Linked DNA regions of Oryctolagus cuniculus: region 1 is linked to region 2. A link is a contact called in public Hi-C data. All regions are on one chromosome and are shown on one strand. The core of a region is the stretch at or near the end of the contact, and the rest is flanking DNA. Distances in the headings are between cores, read along the strand shown.

The links. A called contact is a pair of places that touch in the nucleus more often than the background predicts.
Region 1: a contact with region 2 is called in a Hi-C map of psoas muscle, with 4 times the contacts expected there. The contact joins the enhancer-like site here to the promoter of CTR9 in region 2. A contact is called at or near these places in 3 of 6 Hi-C or Micro-C datasets (ear pinna, psoas muscle and an unstated tissue).

Annotation. Positions count from the first base shown.
Region 1 is chr1:55,772,236-55,779,078 of mOryCun1.1, reverse strand. No RefSeq gene overlaps it. Among named protein-coding and RNA genes, the nearest start is that of AMPD3, 40 kb to the right of the region's middle. Within about 2 kb of position 2,713, at least 1 of the 8 cell types and tissues checked has an H3K27ac peak or open chromatin away from gene starts, as enhancers often do.
Region 2 is chr1:55,410,414-55,417,008 of mOryCun1.1, reverse strand. It overlaps CTR9 (CTR9 homolog, Paf1/RNA polymerase II complex component), which reads left to right and starts at 3,108. Exons shown (of 25, transcript XM_002708814.5): 1 at 3,108-3,494; 2 at 4,816-4,914. The coding sequence starts at 3,450.

The sequences.
Region 1 (6,843 bases), core at 1,464-3,963, 360 kb before region 2:
CTGTGTATCTATATACAGAGACACAGGGGTACGCCTGGTGGTATTATTTAGGGACTTGGCTCATGCCATTGTGGAGACCAGCAGGTCTGAGTTTGTAGAACAACCTTGCAGGCTGGAAACACAGGCGGCTTCTGTGTTGTAGTCTTGAGGCGGAATTCCTCCTGTGGCAAGAAATCTCAGTCTCTGCTCTTTAGGCCCTTCAACTGATTAGATAAGGCTCACCACATGAGAGAGTCCGCTGCCTTACTCAGTGTCTGCTGATTACCCAGTTAATTGCATTTGAAAAAACACCTTCTGGGGCTGGCATTGTGGCATAGTGGGTTAAGCCACCACGTGGGACACCAGCATCCCATATGGGAGCCAGTTCAGGTCCTGGCTGCTCCACTTCCGATCCAGCTCTGCTTCTGATCCAGCTCCCTGCTAATGCACCTGGGAAAGCAGTGGAGGATGGCCCAAGTGCTTGGACCCCTGCACCTGCGTGGGAGGCCTGGCTGAAGCTCCTGGCTCCTGGCTTCAGGCTGGCCCAGCCTTGGTCATTGCAGCGATTTGGGCAGTGAATCAATCAGTGCATGATGGAAGACCCCCTCCCCCACCCTGTAACGTTGCCTTTCAAATCAATCAGTCAATCAATCAATGTTTTATAGAGATACCTTCATAGCAACATCTAGCCTGGTGTTTGGTCCAGGTCTCCCATGTAGGTGGCAGGGGCCCAAGTACTTGAGCCATCATCCACTACCTTCCCAGGTGCATTAGCAGGGAGCTGGATCAGAAGCGGAGCAGCCAGGAGTTGAACTAGCTCTCACATGGGATGCAGGTGTGAAAGCGGCACCTTAACTCCCTGGGCCACAACGCGGGCCCCAGAATTTTTTATTTTTATTTTTATTTTTAATCACTTGCAACCAAAGGAGTCCTGCCCGGTACAGAACCCATGATAAGATGTGTTTTCAGAAAGACTGAACGTGGTCGAGGGAGCTCCCCCAAGAGCTCACAGACCTCAGTCCCTCAGCGGCCCAGTCGAGCTCATCTGGGGCTGACCTGGTGTCTTGGACAGGACCGAATGGTGGCCCCGCCGGCCGATGCTGCAGGAGTGTGCAGTTCTGACCATTCTTTCTTCTCTGCTGGGTTCGTGTCTTGTGTTCATGAAAAATGAGGAGCAGGGACAAGGAAGGGTGTGTAAAGCAGAAGAGGTTTATTTAGGAAAACAGAAGTGAAGGAGAAAACAGCAACCCTCAACATCGCTAAGAGGAATCCCTAAAGAAAGCAAAAGTGAAAGAAAAATCTCCCAGCAGCACCGAGAAGGGCCCCTAAAGGCGAGAGCCAGCTCCAAGGCTGATCATCTAGGGTTGCATAGGCTGTAGAAGGGGACGTTCTCATGACTGGGAAAGGCATGGTTTTCATTGGTCAATGGGATGATGGTTCCAATCGAGACTCAGCAGAAAACACATGAAACGTTGCCCCCAGACCAACAGAATTCTCGTCACCTAAATGGGTGACTACAGCACAGAACAGCCTTGATTCCAAAGACTTGCACATGCTATCAGCATCGTGCACAGAAGCTGGTTGCTCGAGTTTTCTGTTCTCCAGATGGTGGGGAGGGGCCCCCCGGTCCTCGACTACCTCGCCAGGAGTTTCTCTGTCTGTCATGTAGACCAGCATCCTGGGGAGCCAGGGCAGCTGCTCTATGACCCCAAGAGGGGCATGGCTAGAGTCCATGCACTGGGACACAGGTGCACCTGCTGTGCGGGGCCTCATGTCTCCGTGACTGGGAGGAGACTGAACTGATTGCCATTAACCGCGGTAGCCCAAGGTGTGTGCTCACGCAGTCCAAGGGAAAGCCGTCAGTTGGAAACCAAGACTAGGATTTGGCAAACACCCTTGTGAGAGCGGCTGCTTCTGACAGTCCTGCTTAGAAACAAGGGCCGGGAGAGAAATCCTGTGTCCCTTTGACGTCCATCATAGTTCAAGGTGCCACTCCTGGCTATGATTTAACTTTCTAGATAACCCTTCCCAGAATGGACTTTGGAGTTTCCATCTGGAAAAGAGAGATCTAGACAGGGAGTCCAAGTCCTCCAGCTTGCAGTGGTTCCCACGTGTGGCAGACTGGGATGAAGATGAGGGAGAACTGGGCACTGCCACATCCTATGTGCAATATGAAGTTTGCCGCATTTGTACTCAGAGCAGAACTGAAATGGCCTCGCTTAGGAATGGCCCGTAGTTCTCATTTCAGATGACAGTCGAGTGGGCTTCAACACACTTGTTGTCTGCATGAATGATTCTCAACTTCTGGATGTTCCAGTGTTGACATAGCTTTTATTTCTGTAATGATACATTGGTACCTTGAAATGATATGTCAGAGACCCCATATCCTCTGATTGCCTGGGACCTGGCATTGTTGAAGTCAAAGTGCAGAACAGGGAGAAGTTTCCTCCCACACCCCATGCTCCTCCCTCCCCACCTACCGTCCTTGCATCTGCTGGGGGTGGGGGTGGGAAGGGACTTTAGTAGCTGGTGGTTGGTTCTAGGTGATGACAAGGGTGGTCTCACTGGCTGGGGACGGTGGACACTTGGCCCATGCTATAGCAGGTGAAGGCACAGAGGGGTGGTGGCATCATAGAGGAGTAGCTGCAGGCTTGCCCTTCCCAGGCCCTGTGGAGGAACAGGGGCATGACTGTGATGGCTTTCCTGGGCCACCACCCAGGGAGGCACTGTGCCTGTGTAACAGGGATGACAGTTTTGCAAATATAAACCTGATATATCTAATTACCCCTCCTGTCACTGCCGGCCCGCTGACGCCCAGCTACAAAAATGATCACTAGAGGGCAGGAGAGACCTCGTTAGCAAGCGAACAGGTTTCCCAGCCTCGTCAGTGGCTTCTCCCAGCATCTGAGGATAGTACTGACTGATGTCCCTGTTCACAGCACACACCACAAATGAGAATGTGTGTGTGTGTGGCACATGGGGATGGACTACAGGGGCTGGGAACACCTAAATCGGGCTTAGTGAAAAGATCAACAACATGTTACAATAAATTCCAAAGTAGGGGCTGGCATTGTGATGCAGTGGGTAAGCCACAGCCAGTGCCTGGCATCCCATATTGGAGTGCCAGCTGGAGTCTTGGCTGTTCCACTTCCGAATCAGCTTCCTGCTAATGTGCCTGGAAAAGCAGCAGAAATGTCTCAGGTGCTTGGTTCCCTGTACCCACATGGGAAACCCAGATGGAGTTCCTGGCTCCTGGCTTTCACAAGGCCCAGCCCTGGCTATTGCAGCCATTTGGGGAGCGAACCAGCGGATGGGAGATTTCTCTTTCTTTGTGTCTCTCCCTCTATGTCTGTGACTCTGTCTTTCAAATAAGTAAATAAATCCCCCAAGAAGGTTTTTAATGATTTCTTCACATTTTTAATAATAATTGACAAGAAATTTTATTTGTACAAACTGATAATAAAAACTTAGAAACAACTTATAATCACCCAAAAATATATAGCAATTGAAATTAAAGACTACAAAAGCCCTTTTCTTCCATTGACAAATGGGATGTTGAAATCTCTTGTGATAGACATTGGATTTAGAGCCCTCCCAACCTTTTCTTTTTTTAAGAAAAGGATTTATGAGTTATTTATTTATGAGAGAGAGAGAGAGAGAGAGAAAGATCTTCTATCCACTGGTTCACTGCCCAGTTGGCCACGATGGCCAGGGCGGGGCCAGATCTAAGCCAGGAGCCAGGAGCATCATTGGGGTCTCCCATGTGGGTAACAAGGGCCCAGGCACTTTGGTCATCTTCCACTACTTTTCCCAGGCCATTAACAGGGAGCTGGATGGGAAATGGAGCATCCAGGACTTGAACCGGTGTCCATATGGGATACCAGTGTTGCAAGCAGCAACTTAACCCACCACGCCACAGCTTCAGCTCACTACCCAACCCTTTCAATTCAACTGTACTAAAATAATGGTGAAGCACTGATCTGCAGCCCACACGTGCGTTTTGGGGGCAGTCACCCTGCAGCCAGCTTCGAAGCCTCTAGAAACAGCTGGGCTGTGCAAGAGAAACAGCCTGTGCCTCGAGCGACCTGATTGTTTCCAGGGGTTCTGATGCACGCTCTGACCTGATGTGACTGTTCATAGCACCTCCTTTTGCACAAAAACAAAGTGTTCCCACTTGGTATTGATATACACAATGTGAACGAATCTCAAAACATCATGCTGAGTGACAGAAGCCAGACAGGAACAAGGACACACTGGATAATTCCACTGACTTGAGATTCAGAACAGGTCACACTAATCTGTGGTGATGGAACACAGATGAGTGGTTGTCTGGGGTAGGGGGGGTGGGGAGACATGCCACAGGGCACGTGGGAGCTTCTGGGGGTCAAGACCAGGTTTTCTGTCTTTGGTTGTGATGGTAGTTCACAGGGGATCACACACACAACCATCTGTGAAAAATCATGGTATTGCATATTTAAAAGAATGCTTTTTATTGGATGGAAATTAGATCTTATTAAAGTAGATTTTAAAAAAAGATTTCTTATATTAATTTGAAAGACAGAGTTACAGAGAGGCAGAGACAGAGAGAGAGGTCTTCCATCCTCAAGTTCACTCCCCAGATGGCTGCAATGGCCAGAGCTGCGCTGATCCGTAGCCAGGAGCGAGGAGCTTCTTCCAGGTCTCCCATGTGGGTGCAGGGGCCCAAGGACTTGGGCCATCCTCTACTGCCTTCCCAGGCCACAGCAGAGAGGTGGATTGGAAGAGGAGTGGCCGGGACTCGAACCGGCATCCATATGGGATGCTGGCGCTTCAGGCCAGGGCTACAGCGCCGGCCCCTAAAGTAGATTTTTTAACAAGTGTGCCAGTTTGGAGCTGGTTTTGTGGTGCTGTGGGTTAAGCCACTGCCTGTGATGCTGGCATCCTATTTGAGGACTGGTTCTAGTTCCTGCTGCTCTACTTCTGATTGAACTTCCTGCTAATGCACCTGGGAAAGCAGCGGAAGATGGCACAGGTGCTTTGGCCCCCACCAACCCCATGCGAGACCTGGGTGGAGTCCCAGGCTCCTGGCTTTGGCCTGGCCCAGCCCTGGCTGTTGCAGCCATTTGGGGAGTGAACCAGCAGATGGAAGATCTCTCTCTCTCTCTCTCTCTCTCTCTCTCTCTCTCTCTCTGTGTATGTGTATATGTCTCTGTCTCTCTGTAACTCTGCGTTTAAGTGTGAGTTTGGAGAACAGTTTCTGCAGACTGGCATGAAGAGAGATTCAGGCTGTTACCTGATTCTCTGAGCGTCAGAGAATGGTCTGCCTTTGCCCCTGGCCCCTGACCCTCCTGGCTGGTGCTCTGATTCCCTGGGCTCCTGGGACTCACAGCTCCAGTGGTTCTGTGGATCCTTTGCCCACAGCGGATGCTGAGAGATGTGGCCAGGTGCTGGCGGCCTCCCTCCTCACCTGGGGGAAGGTCAATGACCTGGAGCTTGCCCGACCCGCTCCTGGCTGCCCTCTAAGGAGCTGCAGCTGAGACTGTCTCCAGGACTGACCAACCCACAGCTCCAGTGGCCCCTTTGCTCGAGGGCCTGGGGCATCACCACATGGCTGCACATCTGTGGCCCCTGGGAGGCACTTCCACGGGGAAGCTCTGGCCTTGGAAGGTTGCTCATGCCTGTCTCTCAGGAGCCTGGAGCCTGCAAGGGCAGGACCTGACCCACAGGGGATAAACACACGCCCACTTCTTAGTTGCTGGGGAAGGGAGAGCACTCAGAGACACCGGTGCTGGGTTCCTCTTTGGAGCTTGGGTCTAGAGCAGGTGTTTTTTTTTTTTTTTTTTTTTTAAACATGTGGTCAGTTTTTGTTTTGTTTTGTTTTTTTTTTTTTTTTTGGTAACATTTATTTGAAAGGCAGAGTTACAGAGAGAGGGAGAGTCAGAGAGAGGGAGAGACAGAGAGGCCTTCCATCTGCTGGTTCTCTCCCAAGATGGCTGCAGTGGCTGGAACTGGGCCAATCTGAAGCCAGGAGCTTATTCTGGGTCTCCCACGTGGGTGCAGGGGCCCAAGGACGTGGACCATCTTCTACTGCTTTCCCAGGCCATAGCAGAGAGCTGGATCAGAAGTGGAGCAGCCGGGACTCGAGCTGGCGTCCATGTGGGATGCTGGTGCCACGGGTGGAGGCTTAGCCCATTACGCCACAGCGCCACCCCATAGAGCAGGTGTTGGCAAATTTTCTGTGAAGGGGAGGCAGTAAATACCTTAGGGGCCAAGTGGCCTCTGTCATAGCTACTTAGCTCTGCCATTGTCATGTGAACCTGCCACGGACATGACCTAGTGAGTGACCGCAGTGGTGTTCCCATTCAGCTGGATTTATGGATGCTGGCATCCGGTTTCATCTCATTTTCATGCTTACAAAGTGTCTGGCATTCTTCTGACTTTTTTTTTTTACCAGCCATTAAAAATTATGGAGCCCATTCTCAGCTGGGGGACCTTACAAGAGACACAAGGTGGGGCTGGAGGGGGGTGGGTGATGTGGGGGTTCCGAGGGAGGCCGGCTTCCCGAAGGGGCTGGCTCTTGGATTTCTGGGTCCCGCACAGTTAGAGGAGACTCGACCTTGAGCTTGTCTGGGATGTTCGCAGTTCCTGTGTGTTTTGGATGGATCCCAGCAGTCTGCTCAGCCCCTCAGGAAACTCAGATATTTTCGCTTTCTGAGGACAATCCCTAGCCATAATACAAATGCACTGTTTGACTTCCAGTCATTTAAAACTGGCTCTCAGGTTTTTCTCAGAAATCCACTGGGCATGAGGTGAGTAAGCAGTAAAAGAGGGCTATGAACGGACATAGAAACGTGTTGGGAACCAGGGGTTATGAGTACCCCGCCC
Region 2 (6,595 bases), core at 1,859-4,358:
ACCTTTCTCTCTGTCTCTCTCTCTCTCACTGTCCACTCTGCCTGTCAAAAAAAAAAAATAAAATAAATAAATAAATAAATAAATAAAAGTATAGGGTGTCGACATTGTGGCACAGTCGGTAAAGCTGCCACCTGCAATGCCAACATCCAACGTGGGCTTTGGTTCAAGTCCCAGCTGCTCCACTTCTGATCCAGCTCCCTGCTAATGGCTTGGGGAAAGCAGCAGAAGGTGGCCCAAGTACTTAGATCCCTACCACCCACATGGGAGACCCAGATGAAACTCCTGACTCCTGGCCTCAGCCTGGCCCAGCCCAAGACATTGCAGCCATCTGGGGAGTGAACCAGCAAATGGAAGATTGATCGATCTCTCTCTCTCTCTCTCTCTCTCTCTAACTCTGACTTTCAGAAACATAAATAAAACTTTTTTAAAAAAGAGAGAGAAATATATACTATTATCCCAAACTGCATATAGTTCAATGCCAAGTGATTTTTGAAGACAATGAGAAAAGTATGATGGAGGGAGAGCTTTGTAGAAGGATGGCAGCGAGGCGGGCTGTGGAGGAATTGGTAAGTTGTCATGCTAGTACATGTTCCATCGTCGCTTAGAGTGTTATTCTGGCCAGGATTCTGCCCAACGTGTCCCCTGTGCCGGAAGCAGCCTCCCTGCAATTCTGCCTATGTAGATCCTCCCCAGCTTTCAAGACCCACATCAGTCCTCTCCTCTTTCCTTCCTTCTTTCAATGAGGATCAGTAACAAAATCCTTCCAAGAAGAAGGGAGGATTTAAAGCCTATTTTCTTTATTTTCATAGAGACAAACAGAAAGTGAGCTCTCTTGCACGGTTCCACTCCCCAGATGCCCACAACAGCCAGCCCTGGACCAGGCCCAAGCCAGGAGCCCAGAACTCCATCTGGGTCTCCCATGTGGATGGCAGGAGCCCAACTATTTGAGCCATCCTCAAGTAAAAGTTGCCCATCAGCAGGAAGATGGTATCAGAAGCAGAGCTGAGATTTGGACCCAAGCACTCCAACGTAGGATGCTGGCATCCCGAGTGGTGGCTTAACTGCTGTCCCCTAGCTGGGGGGTATGACCACCCCCACTCCACTCCCACCTCTACCCCGGTCACCCCACACCAAAGACAAAATCACTGTACCACGTCTTGGGGTTGTTCCTGGAGATTAAATAAGTATTGGGATACCCCCTTCAGATACAAGTAAGCTTTCAGCTCCTATACGTGACTATTATTTAATTACTACGAGAAGAAGTAAGGATCAATCAAAAAGGTTAAGGAACTTGCCCCGGCAGCCCAAAGACACTCGCACTTAGGGATCAGTTCTGTGCTCGGGGATTCCCAGAGTAAGCAGGTGATAGCAAACCAAGCCTGCCTGAGATACAGACCTGCTGCGCAGCCACTGTAACTGTTACGCCCAGAGACCAGGCTGTCACGTGTGCTCGCTGGTGCAGTCGCTTTCAGTCCCCCGTTACTTAGGACCCGACCCTCTAATGCAGTCTGCACGTGAGCATCAAAGCGCAGACGGCTGCAGCGTGGAAAACAGCATCCTACTCTCGCAGAGACCTGGGCAGTCTCCGCAGAGGCTTAGGTGCTTGGTATCTGGGTTAGTAGACGGCTCTGCTATGCACTTAGAAGGACAGTCACAGGGCTTGCTGGTTTTATCCAGCAAATCCAGGCGTTTTTAGGTATTCTAATCTGCTGGGAAAAAATTCCTGTGTTGAAATCTTAACTCTAGTGTAGCTCCAAATGTGGCTATAGTTAAAGACAGGGTCTTTAAAGGGGTAATGAAATTAAAGTGTCACCAGGAAGAGTCCAAATCCAGTATGACTCGTGTTCTTAGAAGAAGATGTTAGAATTTGGATGCACACAGGGAGCTAACCCTGCCAAGGCACAGGGAGACAGCAGTTGTATATAAGCCAAAGAAAGAGCCCCATAGGGTTGACAAGTACGTGAAACAAGTATGTGAAAAAATGTAATTAAAAGATAAGGATAGGGGTTTACATTGAGGCTTCGTGGGTTAAACTGCCGCCCATGACACCAGCATCCCATATGGGCACCAGTTCATGTCCAGGCTGCTCCACTTCCAATCCAGCTCCCTGATAATGCACCTGGAAAAGCAGCAGAGGCTGGCCCAAGTGCTTGGGCCCCTGCACCCACATGGGAGACCCAGATGAAGCTTCTGACTCCTGGCTCCTTGCTTCTCCCTGGCCCAGCCCCCAGCCATTGCCAACATTTGGGGAGTGAACTGGTGGATGGAAGATTCTCTATCTCCCTCTCTCTGTGTAACTCTGATTTTCAAATAAATAAATGAAGAGAAGGGGGATGCATCTGAGAGATACTCGGGCATTACAACTGACACTAAATTTACTCAATGACTTTCCTCTCTGATTTCATCAAAACACTGGCCGCAAACTAATTTAATTTTTTAAGGTTTATTTTTATTTACTTGAAAGAGTTACAGAGAGAGGTAGAGACAGAGACAGAGAGGTCTCCATCAGCTGGTTCACTCCCCAAATGGCCGCAATGGGGAGCTGAGCCAATGCGAAGCCAGCAGCCAGGAGCTTCTTCTGGGTCTCCCACGTGGGTGGAAGGGTCATCCTCTGCTGCTTTCCCAGGCCATAGCAGAGAGCTGGATTGGAAATGGAGCAGCAGGGACTCGAACCAGAGCCCATATAGGATGCCAGTGCTGCAGGCCGGGGCTTTAACCCGCTGCGCCACTAATTTAATGAAATGACTAGTTACAAATCTTAATCAAAAGGTTTATCAAATTCTCCCAGAATTGTATGTCACAAATATAGCAGGTCCTCTGTATTTGCATCAAAGAACCATGTTTTAAAATACACAAATTATCGCCAGGACTACAGATTCATTGTAACATTTCTTTATAAACAGGTGTGACTGGCGCAGAACAGATGCTGGATGATCGAGGTGCGGAATGAAGATCAGCGCTGAATTATCCGCAACAATCTCAAGAAGAAAGCAAGACTGGCCGGGCCCATGCAGAGGCCACGTCAGTCAGGGGCTTCTCCTGGCGCAGCACGGAGCGGCTACGCCTGCCCAGGTTTATCTGGGCCAGGCTCCGAAGCCACAGGCCTCGAGGATCTCGGACCACAGACAGCCGACGGGGCCATCCGCAACCTTGGAGCTGTCAGCCCGCAGAGGGCAACACCTGAGCCACCGGCAGAATTCGCGTCGGGCCCGCCCCCTCACGGGAAGTGCTTCCGGGGCGGGGGGCGGGGCCCCGGAAGTGGCCGGTAACCGTCCGCTGCTCGTTGTTTAAGCCGCTGACGGGAAGGAGAAAGCCGGAGCTCCGGCGGCGCCGCGGGGCGGCAGTCACGGCCAGAGCCAGGCCGTCGCGAACCTCTGGACTAACCAGAAGCGAGGACAACCGACTGCGGAGCGGCGGGGCGAGACGCCCGCTCGCTTTCTGATCCCACCATGTCGCGAGGCTCCATCGAGATTCCCCTCCGGGACACTGACGAGGTAGTGCCGAGCGTGAAGGGGGTGGGGGCCGTGAACTTGGAGGATCCCTTCCCCCCAAACCCCGACTTTGCTAGACTCCGTTTCCGAAGCGAGAGCACCTTCCTCCCCAGGAGCCGCGTCGAGTTCCCCAGGCAAAGCTCCGATCACCTCCCTCCCCAGCCCTTCTCCCTCCCAGGCTAGGAACTCCGTGTCCCGGCAGCCCCGGGGCCGCTCGCAAAAGGAGTTCTTGAAAGTTGCCCCTCCAACCTGTCCGTGTTCGGCAATGCCCTCCTGTTCTCCTAACTGGTGCCCGAGCGCAGAGGTGTGAGAGTACCCGGTCAGCTGCAAAGCACCCGGCAGATGACAGAGGTGGGCGCCGAGGTCCCCGAGATCCGGCTGCCGCTGCAGCTCGGTGTCTTCTGGGAATGCAGGGGAGATTGCCCCTTCACCCTTGGAAACTCGAGTCTGTCACGGTGCGCGCTGCTGTATGCGCTGTCCCTCAACCAGCGCCTCGTTCGTGGGTGGCCCGTGGCTCGTCTGAAGGAAGCGCTCAGCTTTGATGTCCAGTCATCTTGGAGTTTTCATACTGTTATTTGTTTTACCATACAATCAAGGAGTTCTGAGTGTAGTCACAGAGTTGTGTATCATCGTCTCCAATTCCGGAACATTTTTCTGTAATTTTCATGCCCACATTCAGGAGCGTCTGTGATACACAGAAGCTGCCTCCATGATTAATGTGTACAGAGGTATGCAACTGTGCACGGCTTCGCAAGGTGTCAGACCTGTGGCATCAACCGTTTTCAGGGGGCTTAACTGCACCTTAACCTGTGTTGTATGTTAAGTAGCATTTTGTTCTGTTGCTTTTGAGTCAGCATTTTATAGCTCTAGTGATGTGGGAACAGTTGGCAAGATTGTTTTCTTCTCCATATTGTTACTGTAATATTGAAGTATAGCATCTTTGTCACATACTCTCTAAATGTTGACATGAATTGGCTCAGTGCCAGTGCAGGTGAGCTCAGACTCTGTATCTACACATATTGACAAATGTTCAACAATAGCCACAATCACAGAAGAAACGTCACTTTCAAAAGGAAATAAGAGGGGCCGGCACTGTGGCACAGTGGGTTAAGCCACTGTCTGCAGCGCTGGCATTCCATGTGGGCACCGGTTCGAGTCCTGGCTGCTCTACTTCTGATCCAGCTCCCTGCTAGTGAACCAGCAGATGGAAGATTGATCTCTCTCTTTCCCTCCCTCTCTCTGTAATTCTGACCCCTACATAAATAAATCTTTAAAAAAAAAAAAAAAGGAAATAAGAGATAAAGCCTACATTTTGTGTTTTTAGGTCATTGAGCTTGACTTCGATCAGTTACCGGAGGGAGATGAAGTTATCAGTATTTTGAAACAAGAGCACACACAACTGCACATATGGATTGCTTTGGCGGTCAGTATAATAAATCATTTCTATTTGTTGATCGGGGAAAAATGTGTTCTCTGTTTTCAGATATAGAACTGGCCAGCTTGGGTTCATGATAAATAAATTAATTGTTGATTATATTATTTGTGGAACAGTAAGACCATTTCCTAAATTATGTGCAGCAGCTCAACTGGTAAATTAGTATCTGTTGGTAGAGGCAAAGTTCACCCTCAGTAAGGAGTATTTGGTTGTTGGGTGGTTATTTAATACAGCTGGTTGTGGGTTATGGCTAAGCTGAGAAGAATTAAGATACTGCAGTGTGGACATGGCCACCCACATTGCTCTCCAGAAAGTCAAAGATTTCACTACAAAACTCTACAAGGTGATTAGGTTCCAGGCTAACCCACACAAGCCATTTTGGTCAAAGCTTATCACAAGCTGATGGGTTTTGTCCTGTTTGGTGACCTCCATACTCTGAATGTTTATGAAGAACCTTGGGAAAATCTCAGAAAGGCCACATCTCATCTGTACCCTGCGCTCCAGGGCTGCTGCACTGCGATGCTTCCTCTTACAGGGCAAGGCAGTGTCAGCACCACCCTCACTGTTCGCGAGCAGGCTGCCTTCATATATGGGGGAGGATCCCAGTATGGCCTAGAAGGGCCGGAGGAGTAGGCCTGCAATTGGGCTTGTCGCTAGTATGCAAGCCTGTTCTGAGTATCTTCCCTTTGGATGTGGAGAGGTGAAAGAGTGCTTTCAGTAACAAGTAGTGCCATCCTGACTTAAATTTCAAGTTTTCCTGTTTCATGAAGACCAACCCATGACTACTTATCACACATTTTTTAAAACCAGAAGGAACTTTGGGTTGTTTTTAGTTTATCTGCCTTCTTTAGCAGCGCCAATAGGGAAATTGGAGTACTGGAGAAATTGCATGGTATCTGTGGTAGAATATATTAGTGAAACTGTGGAATATAGGTTGTTACAGGGGAAAGAGTATGGCTTTGGGGTTAGAGGCTTTTGTCCAAATCCCAGCTTGGCTGCCGAGTAGATGTGTGACCTTAGCCAAGTGGCTTAACTTCTGAACCTGTTTCCTCCTGTAACATAGGGGGGTGTTTGAGTCCCTACTTCATAGGGTGGATGTAGATCAGAGAGAAATGTATGTGAAGTTCCTGTTTGGACTGTGACCCACAGTAGGTGGTTAATAAATGATAGATACTGCTTTTTACTATTTATCAGTGAAACACACTGGGGAAGTTATTCAGTAGGCCCAAGTCACAGACAATTTTTGGTTGATCTGGAACCAGAACCCAAGTTCCTTGCCTTTGAATTCTTTATGACTTTTTCTCTCAGTCTCTGCTAATTTAAAGATTAAAGCCTGAGGCCAGTGCTGCGGCTCAATAGGCTAATCCTCCGCCTGTGGTGCCGGTACCCCAGATTCTAGTCCCCGTCGGGGCACCGGATTCTGTCCCGGTTGCTCCTCTTCCAGTCCAGCTCTCTGCTGCGGCCTGGGAAGACAGTGGAGGATGGCCCAAGTGCTTGGGCCCTGCACCCTCATGGGAGACCAGGAGGAAGCACCTGGTTCCTGGCTTCGGATTGGCGCAGCACGCTGGCCACAGTACGCCGGCCCTAGTGGCCATTAGGGGGTGAACCAACAGAAAGGAAGACCTTTTTATCTGTCTCTTTCTGTCTAGCTCTGCCTGTCAAATAAAAA